2 separate regions of the Macaca mulatta genome follow, and region 2 is linked to region 1. The links are chromatin contacts, called in public Hi-C maps. All regions are on one chromosome and are shown on one strand. The core of a region is the stretch at or near the end of the contact, and the rest is flanking DNA. Distances in the headings are between cores, read along the strand shown. Region 1 holds the start of ANKZF1 (ankyrin repeat and zinc finger peptidyl tRNA hydrolase 1). Region 2 holds the start of DNAJB2 (DnaJ heat shock protein family (Hsp40) member B2).

Region 1 (5,876 bases), core at 2,121-4,620:
CCTAACCTGAGGTCAGGAGTTCGAGACCAGCCTGGCCAACTTGGTGAACTCCCATCTCTACTAAAAATACAAAAACAATTAGCCAGGCATGGTGGCACATACCTGTTGTCCCAGCTACTAAGGAGGCTGAGGCAGGAGAATCACTTGAACCTGGGAGGCAGAGACTGCACCGAGCCAAGATCGCACCACTGCACTCCTGCCTGGGCGACAGAGTGAGACTCACTCCATCTCAAAAAAAAAGAAAGGTGAAGCTGTAAGTTTTGGTGCCACACCCAGTCCCTGAACTACAGAGGTTTACAAAGTTTTAGCCTAGGACTGAGTTGTACTGGCAGGTTGGGCCAGGTGTGAGTGCAAGGAGAGGAAAGACTAAGACGTATTCTTTCACCACATCATCTGTCCCTTCTTATACTTACATGAGCTCAAAGATCTCCCCGATGAGCATACATGTGAAGCCATTCTTCTGGTGCAGATTATAAACGTATAATTGTTAAGAAAAAGTGGTCAGAAAAGATAGCAGGTAAGAGCACAGACTTTGGTATCAACACACTCAAGCTTAAGTCCTGGCTCTGTGACTTTCTAGCTGTGTGACTTTACCAAGTTACTTAACCTCTCAACTTTTGTCTGTCCACAGTGGCACATTAGGAATGAATAACACTTATCTCATAGGAGTATTAGGTCTGAGATAATGCATGTAAAGTATTTAACACAGAGCTGACACAGAATGAGTCAAAAGATGTTACTTTTTACGATTATTAACATCCCATCAAAAATGAGGCTCGGCTGGGTGTGGTGGCTCACGCCTGTAATCCTAACACTTTGGGAGGCCGAGGGGAGTGGATCACTTGAGGTCAGGAGGTTCAAGACCAGCCTTGCCAACAATGGTGAAACCCTGTCTCTATGAAAAATACAAAAAATAGCCAGGCATCGTGGTAGGTGCCTGTAATCCCAGCTACGTGGGAGAGTGAGTGATGCAGGAGAATCGCTTGAACCCGGCAGGTGGAGGTTGCAGTGACCTGAGATTGCCCCTGGACTCTAGCAGCAACAGAGACTCCATCTCAAGAAAAAAAAAAAAAATGGAGGCTTACCCTTAGAAAGGCTCCACAAATTAACACCACAAAGTAGACACGGGCACACGGATCTTGGTAAATGTGGGCTATCATTACTTAACGATGATTTCACCAGCCTCTTTCAGCCTCAGGATAAGCTCCATTCCCCATTCCAGGTATTAGAGTCAAACCTACCCCCACCTTCCACCAGAGACCCAGCTTAGAGAGACACTAACGGTCCCAGAGCTCCAACTCAGAAACACAAAGGATATTCGAGAGAAGAAGAGGTCAAGGTTTTCAATATGGTGCCACGGTGCTGTGGGATAGGAACAGAGATGTCAGAGCTCTGGGAGAACACATGCCCCTTGCTCCCTCCATGGTCTTCCATCAGCTCTCCCTATGGCTGTCATGTCCAAGAACTCACACTTGCTCCCCTCAGCGACGTGCACCAACAGGTCCTCCTCCCCTGGGGGTGAATCACTGTAGGAGGCCTCTAGGCGCTGGTATTCAGTGTCAAACTGCGCCATCACCACCACCCCCTGTCCACCTTGACCACCTGCCAATGAGGAAGAAGAGACCCTGATTCAGTTCTAGCTGCTGCCCACGAGCTGCCCTGCCTAGTGCAAAAAGGAGTAAGAAAGTACCCTTGGGCTTTGTCTCCACTACCAGCCTGCTTGGCTCAGAGGCAGAGAAGTAGTAACACAAGGAAGGCAGTAAGCTCAGGGCTGGGGGGGCCTTAACTGGCCAGTCTGGGCGTCTACTGCTACCTTCCTGGCCCAAAGCCAGAATCTGCCCCTTTGTTGGGGGCTGTTTCATCTTCTATTTAATGGACAGAAAAGTCCCTCCCCCACCCATCCTGGAAACCCTGGTCTCCCAAGAGACTAGCAGGTTGGAAGCACTTTGCAAACAAATGTTTGAGAAAAGCACATGGCCCTACCAGCTCCATGGACAGTATGTGCTCCACTCCAGCCCTCGATGCTCTGCAGCTGCTGGAGGAGAAGATGTCAGGCCCCAGAGAGTGGGGAGTGGGGATATAAAGGAACCCAACCCTCCCACCCATCCACACCCCATGAAGAGGAGGCCAAGCATGGGGCAGGAAGGCTGCAGTGAGGAAGAAGCACCCTTCCAGCCCAGGACTACGAGCACTTCCTCTGGCTGCGCTAAACAGGGCCACTCTTCCAACTCCAGAGTCTCAAGAAATAACTTAGGGACCCCATGGAGAATGAATGGGTACAGACCTGAGGCCAGGGGCCCCTCTGGACTATTTCTTCATTGCCCCACCTTAGCCTCAGAAATGACATACTTCTCAAGGTCCACAAAACCCCAAGAGAGTCTTTCCTGAAGAGGACCTTTCTGGTCACCCTTTTCTTACTTCCCTAGCACCAAAGATCCAGCCGGTGAGCAAACCTGCTGGATGGGAAACCTTGACTGGGTCAGTGTAGACCCCAGATCCTAGGTGAATTTGTGGGTTCCCTAGGTCCTGGGAGCCAGGCATGGTCGTGGTACTCACCTGTCCGTGCAGCCCCTGGGGGCCGTGGATCTTGGCCCAGCCTGGCCCCGGTGGGATTCCCTGGGCTAGTGAGAGTCCTGGCCCTCAGGGAAGTCACCACTCACAGGGTCCGTGTGGACCAGGGCCCGTGGAGCCCCGGCCGGCTGGGCCTGGGCTCAGGGGTTCCTGCGGATGTTGCAGGGATCGAGTCAGCCCTACAGCTGATAGCCCGGGTGGGCTGGCTTGCCTCCCCACATCCAGCCGCGGCGACCGTGGACCGGAGTCCACCTCGCCCCAGGGTCGCCCGGCCCCAGGCCAAGGGCTGGCAGCTCCCAACAGCGGACAACCTCGCGCGCGGCCCCGGCGCCCGCGCGCGCCCTCGTCTGCGCGCGCCCGCAATCAAAACATTCCGGCTGCACGCCCCCGCCCCGCCGGCGGCGCCCCTTCCCCCGTTACCTGCCGCGAGCTCACTTAGGGCTCCGCAGGCACCCCTGAGCAAGGCCAGACACGGGCCCTGGGATTCCAATAACCGTCTCACGTCTCACCTCAGAAACAGCGACCCGTGTGATTCCAGAGGCTCCGCCGGCTCGGCTCGGCCCGGCCCGATCCGGAGCGCTAGGCCCGGTGTCTGCCACTCACTGTCACCCGCAGCCAGGCTGGCCAATAAGCACGGGGGGTGGAGACACAACTGCCAATTCTTGGCTTCAGGGATGAGACTAAAGGCTCGAGGCGGGTCTTGGACAGTCAGCGGCCCAATAGTGTGCTGTACGTGGGGCGGGGCTCAGGTGCGGACGCCGCCGGTTGTCCTCTTCGCTGCTCCGTAGTGACGGGGATTGTTGTGCTGCAGAAATCCGGCTGTCGACTTGAGGACTTGCGTGCCGCTCAGCTCCCGGGACGTTTGGTGCGGCTTGTAAGGGCGTGGGCGAGTTTACGTGGGCCAGTCATTGCTGGTCGCATGGGTAACGAAGACAGTTCGGCTAGGCAACCTCAGTGATTTTTAACTCTGTTGGACTCGATTTGGGAGCTGGATGCCCATTTCATTCTTTTGTGGGCCGAGCCTGGGGGTTTGAGAAACCGGACTGGGGTCAAGATATTCATCTCACCGCTGGTAGCAGGATGAGGGACGAGAATACTTGCGGTGCAGGAGAAACGAAGTCAGGCAGGCAGGAGACGCAGCAGTAGGATCTCATTTGCAGGAGCTCTGTTTCTGACACGCTTTCTACTCCAGGAGCTGCTGCTAAGTAATTTCTGCTCAGCCATGTCGCCGGCTCCAGATGCAGCCCAGGCTCCTGCGTCGATCTCCCTGTTTGACCTCAGCGCGGATGCTCCGATCCTTCAGGGCCTGAGCCTGGTGAGCCACGCGCCTGGGGAGGCTCTGGCCCGGGCTCCGCGTACTTCCTGTTCAGGTATCCGGGAAGGTTTCAGTGAAACGTGACAGGGCTCCTTAGAGCGTTTTGCTCGTTCAGGGAACACATTCTTATTGGTATTCCCGAATTTAGGAGGCCAGTTGATTTTTCTGCTTGATTAAATTAACTTAATCTCTGGGTAATTTCCAGCACAGCCCTTGTTTTCAAACAAGTCTTTTTGCCATCGCATATGTCTCCTCACGTTAACACCATTCCTTTCAAAAACATTTTAAACTTTGTAGAGATAAAGTTCTCAGATATATTCCACATTTAACCGGGCGCCACTCAAATTATTCCTTTTTGCTGAATATAAAACAATGTATTATTGTTTTGTATAGCTTTATTTTTTGAGAGTCTTGTTCTGTCGCCCAGGCTGGAGTGCAGTGGCACGATTTCCGCCCACTGTAATCTCCGCCTCCCGGGTTCAAGTGATTCTCCTGCCTCAGCCTCCCGAGTAGCTGGGACTACAGGCCCGCACCACCACCCCCGGCTAATTATTGTATTTTCAGTAGAGACGGGGTTTCACCATGTTGGCCAGGCTGGTCTCAAACTCCTGGCCTCAAGTGATCTGCCTGTGTCAGCCTCCCGCAGTGCTGAGATTACAGGCCTGAGCCACCGTGTCGGGCCTGTTTTGTGTAACTCTAGTTTGGCTAAATCTTTTCTTGCACCTCTTCTTAGACAAACTGTACACTAATTGGAAATGTAAACTTTAAAAAATAGCATTTGGGAAGTGGTTTTTGTACAGTTAAAAATAATTTTAAACCGAACCGAAATTATTTTCTTTAGGATTCGCCTAAACAATCTGTTTGGCTAATTTAAATTAGAGAAGACGGCCGGGCGCGGTGGCTCAAGCCTGTAGTCCCAGCACTTTGGGAGGCCGAGACGGGTGGATCACAAGGTCAGGAGATCGAGACCATCCTGGCTAACCCGGTGAAACCCCGTCTCTACTAAAAAATACAAAAAACTAGCCGGGCGAGGTGGGGGGCGCCTGTAGTCCCAGCTACGCGGGAGGCTGAGGCAGGAGAATGGCGTGAACCCGGGAGGCGGAGCTTGCAGTGAGCTGAGATCCGGCCACTGCACTCCAGCCTGGGTGACAGAGCAAGACCACGTCTCAAAAAAAAAAAAAAAAAAAAAAAAAAAAAAAAAAAATTAGAGAAGACTCAGACTCAGACTCAGCCAGTGGGGAGGACTTGCATTGGCTGGATCTCGGGAGAGGGCTGCATTTGAGAAGTTTAACCCACCCCAAGGCTTTTACCCTCATCGGGTTCTTTTCCAGAATGCCCAGGGCCAGCTTTTATTTACATTCATTTTACTTTATTTTTTATGTATTTATTTTTTTTGAGACAGAGTCTCACTCCTGCCTCAGCCTCCTGAGTAGCTGGGACTGCAGGCGCCTGCCACTAAGCCCGGCTAATTTTTTGTATTTTTAGTAGAGACGGACGGGGTTTCACTGTGTTAGCCAGGATGGTCTCGATCTCCTGACTTCGTGATCTGTCCGCCTCGGCCTCCCAAAGTGCTGGGATTACAGGCATGAGCCACTGCGTCTGGCCAATTTTATTTCCATTCATTTTACATACATCTTTTCAGAAGCATGTTTATTGCATTAAGTGATTGCTGTACTGTTTATTTCATGACTACTAGAATGTAAATTCCTTGAAGGCAGTATCATGCCATCTCTTGTATCCTCCTCTGCTTTGTATATCACACACTGAATATAATTCTTGCCACTGTGGATTTGGGCTCCCTTTCTATGTCTAATTCCTCTTCCCTTATTTAGGCTCAGGGGAGAGAGAAAGCCCAGAAATAAAGCTACTCCAGGGTCCTGTGGATATTTCAGACAAGTTATTCTGTTCATCCTGTGACCAAACCTTCCAGAACCACCAAGAACAGGTAATAGGTCAGGTGCAGAGCTAGATGTTAGAAGCAAAAGTGTAA
Region 2 (5,659 bases), core at 1,138-3,637, 52 kb after region 1:
CCTTGAGCACAGAGACTGGAATTTAAGCTTCTTTATATTCTTATTTTATTTATTTATTTATTTTGAGACGGAGTTTCTCTCTTGTTGCCCAGGCTGGAGTGCAATGGCACCATCTTGACTCACCGCAACCTCTGCCTCCCGGGTTCAAGTGATTCTCCTGCCTCAGCCTCCCGAGTAGCTGGGATTACAGGCATGCACCACCACCCTGGTTAATTTTGTATTTTTAGTAGAGACAGGGTTTCTCCATGTTGGTCAGGCTGGTCTTGAATTCCCGACCTCAGGTGATCCACCCACCTCGGCCTCGCAAAGTGCTGGGATTACAGGCGTGAGCCACCGCGCCCTGCTATATTCTTATTCTTAATATAACAAGACATACACGGTAGGTGCTAGACAAATGTCTGTTGGGACGGCAGAGTAAGAAGAAAAAGGCAGAGATCTGGAAAATCTGGAGTGACTTAACCCAATCACTCTTTCCTCTTATACCAAGGCTAACTCTTAGTCTTTGTGTCAGTCAGGACTCTTGTAAACAGCAGAAGCTAACTGGCAAATTGTTTCAAGTTCGCTGCCCCCAACAATTACAGAGATATCGGATGGCACTGGAATCAATGCAAAGGCCAGCAAACAAGGGTCAGCAATCAGACAGGCACCCAGGGAAGCTGGGCAGCCAGCACCACACTCAAGGTTGGGCACAGGACAGCCTGTGTAGGAGACTCCTGTCCCCTCCACCCTCCGCAGTGATCCCCCTACTCTCCTCCCTCACCTGCGGCACTAGCACTGACATTTCCTCCTCCAGACACTAGAGGCCGCTGTTGGCCCCATCGCCTCCACCGCCGCCGCAGAAATGAATTCCTCAACCAGCCCTGCTTCTCCGTGACTTGCTCCAGATTCAAAGTCCCAGTTGAAGCATCCGATTGGCGGAGCTGATGTCTTCTGCCTGCAACCCTAGAGCCGAGTCAGGGAGAGCAAGCATTGGGGCTTTGTGGCAAATGGTGGCATGCTTCCCATTAGGGCCCGTGCGATGGGAATTCCCCAAATGTAGGCAGGAGGTTCTGATGGTGGGCGGCCAGGAAAACAGGACACTCACACCACCTTCTTCTCTTACGTCCGGCTCAAGCCCTTCTCGTTGGCGAAGTGTTTCTGGGTCCCCCAGCCTAAAGCACTTTTCTGGACTCACGTAACCATTATTGCTTGAGCCAATCACGATGCCAGCGAGGACCGCAGTAACACCTAATATGTACCATGTCTCATTTGACTTTCAAACAACCCTAGGCACTACCTATATTTAGTGAGAAAAAAAGAGTGCTCAGAGATTTTCCCAAGTCTCACAGTAATGCCAGGTTGTACTGTTTCCAAAGCCTTGGGTTTCCCAGCGGGCCACACTGATGGGCTGGTATCTTATCAAGTTCAAGCTCTGCAAAGGCAGTACTTGGGCCACATTCTTCTTTATACGGCCTGACAGCATCTTGAATGCAGAAAAATGCTCAGCTAACGCCTGTGGATTGGCCTGGATGGGATCAAGCAGGAGACAATTCTGGAAGGTTTCCTAACCCTCCCATGAGGCCTGAACCCAGGGAACATTTTGCAGTGGAATAGGCCTAGTCAGGATCAGTTTGGGAAGACTTGAACCTGGGGAATTCCGTTCTACTGTCCCCTTTACCTCACCTCCCCCAAATGTGTCCAAACTGTCAACAAGAGGTTTGCAGATGTTCATTATTTATTCATCCTACGGGTAGTTTTGAACCCCGACAGCTGCTCTAATAGACCAGTGAGAAAAAACACACAATTCCTGCCCCGTGAAATCGACATTCTAGTGGGTGAGGTGAATGGTAATAAAAAATAATCAAACCAATAAATGCTAATTTGTGGCTCTAAGAAGACTGATGAAGGAAATGCCACGAGATGCTGTAAAAGGCAGTTCTGACCTACTCAGGAAAGCCAGGGCAGCCTGCTGGGGGACCTGGGGCTGGAGCTGGGAGCTGAAGAAGGGGGAGGAGTTAGAATTGTGGTCGGGGGAGGGAGGGAGGAGTACGAGTCCTCGAGGTGGGTGAGTAAGCATGGATCATCGCTCATGTTTATAAGAAAGTGACAGAGGGACCTGGGGGCCGGGCGGCTTGTTTGTGGGCTGCCCCAGCTTCCGTGCGAGCAAAGTCTCGCCTGGATGGAGGCGGGGCAGCAGTCTCCCAGGTCCCAGCTGGGGCTGACGTCGTCCTGGTGCGTGCCCAAAATAGCTGGCTCCGCCCTCTTCTCCCGACAGCCCCTGCAGGCCCCCACCCCCGCCAGGGGACTGGCGGAGCGGGCCTTCTCCCGGTCTCTAGTAGTTTCCGCGCCGCTGACGCATGCCTGCGCGCACAGCTGGGCCGGGCGCGTCCTACGCAGCAGCCGCGAGCCGGGCTGCGGGTGCCAGACGGTTCCCGGCGGGGGGCAGGGGCGGGGCGCCGCAAGAGGCCGGGACTCCCGGCGGAGGAGGTGCAGCCGGGGGCCCGGGTCAGGCTGGGGGCCCTGGGTCGGACTGCTGGAGTTGGGGGGGCCCGATAGGGCTCCTGGGCCTGGGAGTCAAGATAGCTCTTGGCCCCGGCCTTCGGGGGCAGATAAGGCTGCGGGAGGGAGCCTAGTCACCGGCCGCAAGCAGAGCCTAGTGGGCTCCGCTTCCAACTGGGAGCGCCTCCCGCCACCCGGGGGGAGACTGCTGCAGCCACAGGGAGGGGCTCTTGGTTTTTTCCGCCTGACTCCTTCTCTCCTGCAGCCCCAAGGAGGCCCGCTTGACGATTGACCAGTTGCCATGGCATCCTACTACGAGATCCTAGACGTGCCGCGAAGTGCGTCTGCTGATGACATCAAGAAGGCGTAAGTGCCTCCGTGTGCAACAGAAAACCTCTCACCCTCCACCCGCCACCACCATGGGGCACTTCAGAGTGACACCTGTAGGTGTCTGAGGGAACCAGGTCCTTAGAAAGCCCTGGGGTGGGGGGCTTCCTCCGAGTGACACCTGCAGGGAGGAAAGAGACCCCTGGTAGAGTACAAGCAGAACGTCCAGAGAGTGAAGTAGTTAGTTCCGCTGGGAGCTGCACTGTGTTGCGAGTTGTTCTCCAGTGGATCTTCCCCTCCTCCTTCTCCTCTCCCCTCCCCTCCCTTCCCCTCCCCCTTCCCCGTTCCCTCTTCCCTCTAGATTTGGGCATTCTCAGGCTGCAGTGCAAAGATGCCGAGGCTCTGTGAGGAGGAGGGGCCGGTGTCCCTGTACTCTTCGAGGCCACATGTGCCCCAAGCTTTGCAGCCCCAGTCCAGCGAGCCCTAGGGAGGGGCTAGGGATAGGCCTTCTCACCTTGGCATTGTATCCGCTTGTACACGTGGTCCTAGCACTGGTGGCAGATGAGAGAGGGTGGAACTTGATGAAAACATCACACAGAGGCAGCCCTAGCAGCTGGGGTGGACTGGGACACGGCGGTGAAAGGACAGTGATGGGCTAATGGGAAAACGGGTCGTTCTGTTCCTGGGTGGGAAGTGCCTGCATTTGTCCCCCAACCCGCTCCTCTGCACCCACTTTCTGCAGGTATCGGCGCAAGGCTCTCCAGTGGCACCCAGACAAAAACCCAGATAATAAAGAATTTGCCGAGAAGAAATTTAAGGAGGTGGCGGAGGCATATGAAGTGCTGTCTGACAGTAAGGGCCCGAATCAGGCAGGACCCAGCACATCACTCCCTACTTCATGCCCCAGCTCACATTTTCTTAAAGCAATGTCTCTGCCACCCTAGTTTCCTCTGTGCCTGACATTTAAGCTCCCCCTCCCACAGGGACAGCTCAGTATCTGCTCCCCAGAGTCTGGTAGGAGTGACTGGCATGAGACCTGCAAGGAGAAGGAAGCAGGGCAGGTAACTCATGTGAGCTGAGCCTCCTGCATGCCAGGCATTGGTGGGTGTCATCTCCATGAGTTCTCACAGCCGTCCTATGAGGCAGGTTCTGTCACCCCCATATTACAGGCAAGGAAACTGAGGCTGAGAGAGGTGAAGTAACTTGCTCAAGGCCATGCAGAGCTGGAATATGAATCCAGGTCGGCCTTTTTATTGATTCATTCAAAATGTAATTCACTGAATGCTGACAGTGTCCGGCACTCTCTGGGTTCTGGGGAAACTGGAGGACAAGCAGGCACTGTCCTTGCCCAGAGGGGCAGGGAATACCAACACTCACCAGGCACACACACAGACAGTTACAACTTGTGAAGAGTATTCTAGAGGGAAGAAACAGGGCAGGTGGAGTGTTAGGGAATAACGTGCACCTGCTTTTGTTCTGGTGGTTGTAGAAGGCCTCTCTTAGGAGGTGACATTTAGGCTAAGCCCTGGTGAATAATAATGTAGTAATCATTAGCTAACATTTATTGAACACTTCCTATGTGTCAGGCACTGGTAGGCAGTTTACGTGGATGGTCTCATTTGATCTTTGCTACAACCCTGTGCGTTAAGTGCTGTGATGACAGCCATTTTCCAGATGAGAAGAGGTCGGCTGTGTGAAAGGCTGAGTTGCTGCCTAAACCTATGGCAGGGGTGCCATGGGTCCCCTTCTGTGCCTGCCTTCCCCTGCCAAGTGTCAGAGTGTCAGTCTCTGGACAATCCTTTGAGCGTCCTAGCCTGGAAGGGGAGGCCATCCCAGAGGGAGGGTGAAATCATCTGGTCTCTTTTTGCAGAGCACAAGCGGGAGATTTACGACCGCTATGGCCGGGAAGGGCTGACGGGGACAGGTAGGTGGAGTGACGAGGTCCAGGAATGGAGGTGGGGCAGGGAGGAGAGGGGCAGGGCAGATTCTTGCAGTGGAGGCTTTCTCAGACTCCTGGCCATGCCTTAGGTGAGGTCCCCAGCTCAGGGCAGGATGCATGCCCTAAGCTCTCTCCTTATCCTGCCTTTCCAGGAACTGGCCCATCTCGGGCAGAAGCTGGCAGTGGTGGGCCTGGCTTCACCTTCACCTTCCGAAGCCCCGAGGAGGTTTTCCGGGAATTCTTCGGGAGTGGAGACCCTTTTGCAGAGCTCTTTGGTGAGTGGACGCCGGAAGCCTCTGAATGGCTCAAATTCCCCTTCCAGGCCTGTCCTTCCATCATTTGGGAGGCCCTGAGGTAGAAGGCTGAGAGGGGATGGGAATGCCATGGACAGAAGATTTTGTGGAGCTGGGTCCAGTGAGAGCTGGGACAGAACCATACATGTGCCAGAACCCCCGTGATCCAACAGTGACACTTCACAGACTCACTTTATTAAATGACAACGACAATAATACACTGTTAGACCTCTACAGTAAGAGCTGTGAAGGCAAGACTCAAAGCATCTTGTTAACAATATTATTATTATTACCTATAAAACAGATACTGGTATTTTTTAATGATTGATATGTGCCAAATATTTTACATTCCCTAATTCTCTAGTGAACCCTGAGAGGTGGACAATTTTATCTCCATTTGCAGATGAGAAAACCAAGGCACAGCCAATAGCTCAGAGTCACATAGCACATGGCAGAGCTGGACTCCTAGCTGTGTCTGCCTGTCATCGCGTCATGATGATTTGCCTGTACTGAAAGAGCCATCTGTCCTCCATCCCTCTGCCCCCTCCTTCCTTCCTTTATTCTTTATTGTGGACAGAATTAACTAGTGAGCGTCTTCGAATTCAACATTAAAAAGGAATTT

Evidence for each region. Hi-C and Micro-C count contacts between places; a contact is called where the count stands out from the background.
Region 2: a Hi-C map of liver shows a contact between it and region 1, with 1.8 times the contacts expected there. The contact joins the promoter of DNAJB2 here to the promoter of ANKZF1 in region 1. A contact is called at or near these places in 3 of 14 Hi-C or Micro-C datasets (CD4 T cells, fibroblasts and liver).

What each region holds. Positions count from the first base shown.
Region 1 is chr12:124,473,469-124,479,344 of T2T-MMU8v2.0, forward strand. ANKZF1 (ankyrin repeat and zinc finger peptidyl tRNA hydrolase 1) reads left to right here and starts at 3,371. Exons shown (of 14, transcript XM_077957624.1): 1 at 3,371-3,445; 2 at 3,764-3,886; 3 at 5,719-5,831. It overlaps ATG9A (autophagy related 9A), which reads right to left and starts at 1,602. Exons shown (of 14, transcript NM_001257895.1): 1 at 1,471-1,602; 2 at 1,319-1,362; 3 at 414-478. The coding sequence starts at 1,573.
Region 2 is chr12:124,526,477-124,532,135 of T2T-MMU8v2.0, forward strand. DNAJB2 (DnaJ heat shock protein family (Hsp40) member B2) reads left to right here and starts at 2,388. Exons shown (of 10, transcript NM_001266581.1): 1 at 2,388-2,466; 2 at 2,744-2,844; 3 at 3,548-3,657; 4 at 4,676-4,729; 5 at 4,897-5,019. The coding sequence starts at 2,780.